2 separate regions of the Zea mays genome follow, and region 1 is linked to region 2. Evidence: chromatin contacts called from public Hi-C data. All regions are on one chromosome and are shown on one strand. Each heading gives the region's core, a stretch centred on a gene start, on an enhancer-like site or on the middle of the called end of the contact. The rest is flanking DNA. Distances are from core to core; before and after follow the strand shown. Region 1 has its middle 41 kb from the start of ub2. Region 2 holds the start of ub2 (unbranched2).

The links. Hi-C and Micro-C count contacts between places; a contact is called where the count stands out from the background.
Region 1: a Hi-C map of ear shows a contact between it and region 2, with 4 times the contacts expected there. The contact joins the enhancer-like site here to the promoter of ub2 in region 2. A contact is called at or near these places in 5 of 25 Hi-C or Micro-C datasets (ear, leaf and tassel) and 1 of 3 datasets of contacts at active chromatin or transcription factors (leaf).

The regions. Positions count from the first base shown.
Region 1 is chr1:192,425,130-192,428,503 of Zm-B73-REFERENCE-NAM-5.0, forward strand. No RefSeq gene overlaps it. Among protein-coding and RNA genes, the nearest start is that of ub2, 41 kb to the left of the region's middle. Within about 2 kb of position 1,587, at least 19 of the 20 cell types and tissues checked have an H3K27ac peak or open chromatin away from gene starts, as enhancers often do. A contact at or near this core is called in ear, leaf and tassel, where this site is marked.
Region 2 is chr1:192,383,799-192,387,151 of Zm-B73-REFERENCE-NAM-5.0, forward strand. ub2 (unbranched2) reads right to left here and starts at 1,761. Exons shown (of 3, transcript NM_001362255.1): 1 at 890-1,761. The coding sequence starts at 1,278.

The sequences.
Region 1 (3,374 bases), core at 337-2,836, 41 kb after region 2:
AGAAAATAATGACGGCCTTAGAAAAAAAATGCCTATACATACATATAGATCATCATCATCTACCGTGTGCTGTCTGGAGACTCCGGATGGATCCAGCAACAGTGAGTGTACAGTGAACAATTTTCAAATCCAAACCAATTAAATGCAGCGGAAACAAATTACAGCTGGGAGTGGATGGAGAGATCCGATCCGTGTGACCGGCGGGCGGGCTAGCTCTAGCCAGGACAAGGACCGACCTCCAGCGCCGGACAGAACTCCTGTTGCTCACGGCGTACGATCGAGAGGGCAGGACCGTGCGTACGGCGGACATGGCCGGGTCGTCATCACTGGGCAGTTGGCAGCAGTGGCCGGGGCCGGCTACACACGGCGTACGGTCGAGATCGTCTGCATGGCTGCGGTTCCGTGCAGCTAGACACCAGGCCGACGATCGAGGACGACGGCAGCGCCACGGCCGCGAGTGCCATTGCATGTGCTACGTCGTGGTTGGCGCAGCGCTCTAGCTACCTACTTACCTAGCGGCGCCACCGCCCGGCGGACCGTCCGTCCGAGCTCTCGCGCCGATGCTTCATTCGTCCCGGCCTGCCGGCCCTATATGCGGTAGACCTGATTATAGGTCACCTGATCGGATAAATCAAATCCGATCTGTCTAAAAAAATTTGATCTGACTAATGCAACTGGCGGGTATAAATTATAATTTTTTAATACGTAATAATTCACAGATCAGATACGAATCATGATTTTTGATCTAAAATCCGACTCAACCCAAAAAAACTTGCTCAACCTAAAAACTCTCGATCCGACACGTAAAAAAGGAAGCACCTGACCCGACTCTGCACTAGACACGGGTTAGATAAACGGGCCGTGATTAATGGCCCATGATCCGATCTGAACCTGACCCGACGTTTGAACGAGATGCATAGTATCGAACGGCGGAACGAGTATCATGCATTATGCAAGCATGTGCCCATACACGCCATGCATCGACCGGCCACCGTCGCTTTGGCCGTGGCGTCATCTGGCGTGCGATGGAGAGCGGCCGCCGTGTGGCGGGGAGCAGCCGGGCAGGCGCGCACGCACTAGGCGCATCCGCATCGCATCGATGTTGCTGCACTGCACCCCTGCATGCATGCCCGGCTGGCGCCTAGTCGTCGTCCTCGGCTCTGGGGCCGACGGTCCCCGTCGCCGGCCGGCGGCCGTGGCGTCAGCAGGTAGGTAGGTAGGTAGCCAGAGCGCGCGCGCGCCAAAAGCAGTCGGCCTGCCCTGCGGCCCCTGCCCCTGCCGCCCTGCGTGCGGTCCATTCTCGCCAGTCCTTTCTATTTATTACCCAACAGCAAAAAAAAAGCCCGCACAGTAGCGTACGTACGTACGTACACTGAAACCCTACACACGACTGTACGAGTTCCCGGCCGCAGCACGTTACAGGCACGTACAGTACAGCTGGACCGACGACGAAAAGAAATAGTACGTGCTGCAGTAGGAACGAACGGCGCGCGGCCGGCGGCGGGTTCCGTCCGTCCGTCCATCGATCGGGGGCACTGTTCACGGGCCCTTCAGGGGGGGTTGGGCTGGCGTTCGCACGAGGGCCCAGCTAGCGGCGGCCCCCCGGGGGCCCGCCGTCCCGCACGTCGTCGTCGTCTTCTCATGTGCACACCGTGCTCGCCCGCTCTCGCTGCCAAAGGATCGGAGGCCGTACGCGTCGGCATCGCGCGGCCTCTGCTAGTTGCGTACGGCGAGTGGACGTCACCAGCATGCATGCATGCAGAAGGACCCCGGTCGCTGGATCGCCTACACCTCCTGGCGTCAGGGGTACTATAGGGAGGGAAGGACGACTCCATGCGTGTGCGCGTGGCAGGGGCAGGGCATGGCGGCCTGCGACAAAAAGGAAATGCGCGCGGCCGGAGCTCTCGCTACTCGCTTCATCACTTGATCAGGGGGACGACGATGGCGACGATGACGAGCTGACATGGCTCCCATACATGCACTCATGTAGGCCCCCACCGGTTTTTAGCTAACCGAACAGGCGAACACGCACCAACGGGAGAATTTGGGGGGGGGGGGGGGGGTGGGTGGGTGGGTGGGCATGCTGAAGGCTTTGGTTGAATTTGAAACCTTGAATGGTTTGGTGGAACGCTTGGGCTGAATTTCGAGGAAAAAGCCTGGATGCCTTTGTCCGTCTCCCTCAACTCCAAGAGAAACACCACGGATCACCAGATCCGCTCCCTTCCCTTCCGTTAGCAGTAGAGGCGCAAGAAACTGTAGAGAACCCGTCTCCCTTCCCATAAGCACGACAGAGGAAACACACGAGACATATGATGTAGGGTTGGGCCTCTGGTCTCTTTCTCTTCTCTGTATTATGAGGGGGTGTACAGGTTCCTTATATAGAGATGTGAGACCCCTCAGGGGCAAAGCAGGTATTTGCCCACATAACCCTAACTAGGGTTACTTAACACTCCCCCTTGGGCGAATACCTCGACCAACACATGCCTCGTTAAAACTCCGAAAAACCCAGTGGAAAAAATGTGGAGAAAGAGTGCATGGTAATACAAATTGCATTTGCACTTTGTTGCCTCGTTAAAAACCTCATGTGAGAAACTTTAAGAAAACTCACCAAGGGAAAAAGAGTACAACAGCTGTCATCGGGACAGATTTCGATCCTCTGGGATCTAGATTCTATCGAATCTTCTATAAGGGCTAACTTTAGAAATGTGCTCCCCCTGATCCTTGCAAAATCGTATCAATAAGGCAAAACATCTTCTCCTGGAAGTATATGCACATAAAGATTTAGCAAACGGATTGCATATCCTTGCAAGGACTATTTTAGGAACTTTACCTCTACTTACTTCTAGGATATACGAGGTAAGTGCACGTATCAATATAAATAAGCCACTTTGACTGATGGTGTTCGATCGACTGGATCTATATATTTGATAGAAAGTTCCATAAAGGTTCACATATTGATCATCAAGCTCACGCCTTCAGGGCATAGAATATGCCATTTATTGTCTCACGATTGTGATCAATATAAGCATTCGCTCCCCCTGACGATGACATCTGTCAAAGTCATTATCCCTCATAACTCAAGCATATTCTTCAAGATATATGTCCCATTGTTCATCTGGAATAACAAGAATGGATGAGGTTGGGGTGCTATCATTTTCTATCTTACACCACAATTTATACATAGTTGTGCAAAGCAAATAACATGTCCTTCAATAGGACTTAGGGGATAATATAGTTGCAATAGTACATATTCTAAATGACACATCGCTCTAGGCGTTCATCCATTGCAACATCTATGCATGATGGTGTAACAAAAGTCCATCAAGGATCGTAATCCATCAGGGATTTTTCATCGATCAGATACATCGTTATAG
Region 2 (3,353 bases), core at 511-3,010:
TGCAAAAAAAAAAAGGGGGGGGGGGGGGGGGGGGGGGGGGGGGGGCGGGGGCGAAGGATGCCCGATGTAGTATGGTTAAGTACAGGGGACAAACAATGTATAATGCTATATTTGAGGCAGGCTAGCTAGCTAAAACAATGGATAGTGTCAACCTGTGCAAAGTTGGGACTCCTCTAAATTAAAATACTACTGCATCGGCAAAGCAAAGACTCCTTTGAAAATTCCTCACTGTTGCTGTTCCTTTTTTGGGGACCACACGTATAACCAGGCTCAAGGCTACTAATCGCTTATTGTAATGGCTTGTTAGCTGACAGGCTTCACTGGGATACCCGAGTAGTATTAGCGGTGGAATCTAATGCAAAGCGAACTGACAGACAGGCAGGGCAGGGCAGGGGCAGGCTGAGTCACATCACTCTATCATATTTTTAGGAGGAGCATCCATCAGACCTACCTGTGCTCATGAGCACCATTCAAGCGAAACATTAAAGCGTAGCAGTAATGCCAAAGCAGCTTTTGTTTTTTTCCTCCTTCGTTCTTGTTCAGCTTCAGGAGGAGAAGCCGTCGCCATAGATGAAATGGGATGGAAGCTCCGTCAAACCGAGCCAAGTTTCTTTCCCTAGCTCCCACTGTTTAGCGCATCTATAGTTTTGTAGCGTGTCCGTGGTATGATGGACCTGAAACCGTCTGGTCTTCGTCTAGGTAGCCTCCCTAAAACCCTAGACTGTGAATGAAGGGAGTGGGACTGGAAAAAAAAACACGGGGGAGCAGACTGCAGAGCGAATGCAACCAACAAGTGACAACTGGAAACAATCAATTGAATGAGAGGTGGAGGTGGAAGAGGGGGGGAGTGCAACTGTGCAGCAATGGCGGGGCGGGGCTGGGTGGTGACCTGCTGCACTGCTGGCAGAAGCGCTGCTCGAGGCCGTTGACGAGGACGCGGGGCTCCTTGGAGTGCATTTTGCACACCTTGTGGCGGCAGTAGTAGGCGGGCTTGACGTCGGTGAGGTCAACGTTGCAGCCGTCGACCTGGCAGCGCGCGGGCGCGGGCGCCGTCGAGGGGCCCGCGCCGCCGGCCGCGGCCCTGCCCCTCCTGCCGCCGCCGGCCGGGGCCCTAGGCGAAGCGGCCGGCGGCGACGGCTGCTGCGTCGCTGGAGGCGCGGGCGCGCTGCCACCGCCGCTGCTGCTGCCGCTGCTGGAGCCGGCGGCGTCCTCGAAGTAGATCTTCTTGCCGAACTTGAGGCCGTGCAGCTGGTCGTCCCCGCCACCGCCGGACTCCATTGCGGCGGCGACGAGACTTGTGAACGTGCGTGGGGCCGTGGGTACGGCAGCGCGAGAGGGCGGGCCGGTGGGGCGGGGGGAGGGGGAGGCGGGGTGGTGTTGGTCCGGGCGTCCGGCTGGCTGGAGCTGGACTGGCTCCCTCTCTTCTCTCTCCTCCTCCGAGAGGGAGGGAAGAGAGTGAGGGAGGGAGGTGGCGAAGGAGAGGGACAGCAGCGGGACTCGCTGTTGCCTTTAAAAACAACTTCCTCTCTCTTCTTCCACTCCCTCCTTCCTGCACTGTGGGCGTGTGATACGAGCTGCAGGCTGCAGCCCACCACCACCAGCACGGTCACGAAGCAGGCAGCATCCCTGTATGGCTGTGGCTGTCTCCTCGCGCACGCACACGAGCCGGCCTAGCTAGCCGCGCCCGCGCCCGCGCCACGCCGCGCCACCGCCACCTTTCGCTTCCATCTGCTGCCTTGTGGGGATTCCCTGCTTGCTTGGTTTGGCTGGTAGGTATGAGGGAGCGTCTCCACTCGCCACCTGCCGAGGGCTTTTTGTAGACGCCAGGGACGGGCGGAGGGAGGCTGCGCAAGCTTGTGGGCTTGTGGCGGCACCGCGCGCAACATCATCAGATTTTATCTCCTACATTTCTCTTTTCTGCAACGGGTTTTCTCCTAAATTCTTCCGCTCCCTACCTCAGCCATAAAATATTATTTTACCTAACTAACAAATAATGCGCGCGCACGACATTTCAGACAAAGGGTTGGTTTGCTCAGACTGGCCGCAGCGCTTGCGACGCCGTGACCCCTCCTCTGTCTCTCACGTACGGGATCTCTAGGCCCGCAGCGACTGACACTAAAGAGCCCCTACGCGCTGCAGCGTAAGGAGAGGGCGCGCACGTCCCCCAGATCAAGGGGAGCACTGTAGCGCCCCTTGCACAGTGCTCCCCTATTTAATAATTGATAAAAATAGTAATAAAAGATAAATATGGTTAGATAATGATATTTTATATTTTTAGTTGGGTATAGGGGATAATATAGGGGGAACCGCTGCGGGAGATGAAAAAAATAGGGGGTGAAATGTTGATGATGTGACGCAAAAAAGTGATATAGAGGGAAAAATTAGGAAGAACCGCTGCGGATAGCCTCAGGCCGAATTTCGCGGATTCCTGTGTATAGCCCTTGTACTGTAGAGCATAGAGGGGCTCAAGCGAGCAGCGTTGCATCGATAGGGGAGCGCTAAATATCTTTAGCGATTTGGTATTCAACATCTATTCGATTCCTTGCTACCAAATTCCAACATCCAAACGAAGTAATAGTGTTGTCCTTTGAACGTAAGGAGAAGGTGATCAAGTGGTTTTTTAAAGATCAGGAGGGAGAGACTCCTACTGTAAATTTTGTATTAATAATGGTAAATTACAGCGTAGTGTATGTACAGGAGAATCCTAATTGAATAGTTGAGAAGGTAAACCGAATGAGCTATAGGGTTAAGACTGCCACTGATTAAGACAGTCTGGGATTGAATTGTCATATTTTCCTCTTGCTCTCTAGATGACCAGGAGTAATTCCTTTGAGAATTTATTTTTGCAATGTTGCACTGTTGGGTCTTTGTTTTTAAATATCCATGCATTTCGACATTTCCAGATACTCCATGTCATGAGGATGATTATTTCCATAGAGAAAGGAATATTAAGTTATTGCCTGAGGTTAGCCGAGGCTTCTTCCGGATGAGCAATTCTAGGAGGGGTCATAGCAATGGAATTCCAGCAGGCCTTTGCAAAGTTACATCTAAGAAACAGGTGATATAGAGTTTCCTCCTTTTGTCAAATGCAGTTTTCACACGAATATGACTCAAGTGCCATGTTCTTTCGTCTCAACATATTCCTTGTGTTAAGTCTGTTTTTAACCACAATCAGTAGAAAACTTTGTGCTTTGGTTGGCATTTGTTTTTCCATAGCCACTTATAAAACAATATGAACATTTAGAGGAATAGGACAATCTCTTTTCAATTCTATGTATCAGGGGAAGAAAATGCTGAAGTCGTGGCTTTGAAAGACCCAATGGCAGACCAAGGTAGGTGAATGGCATTGGTCC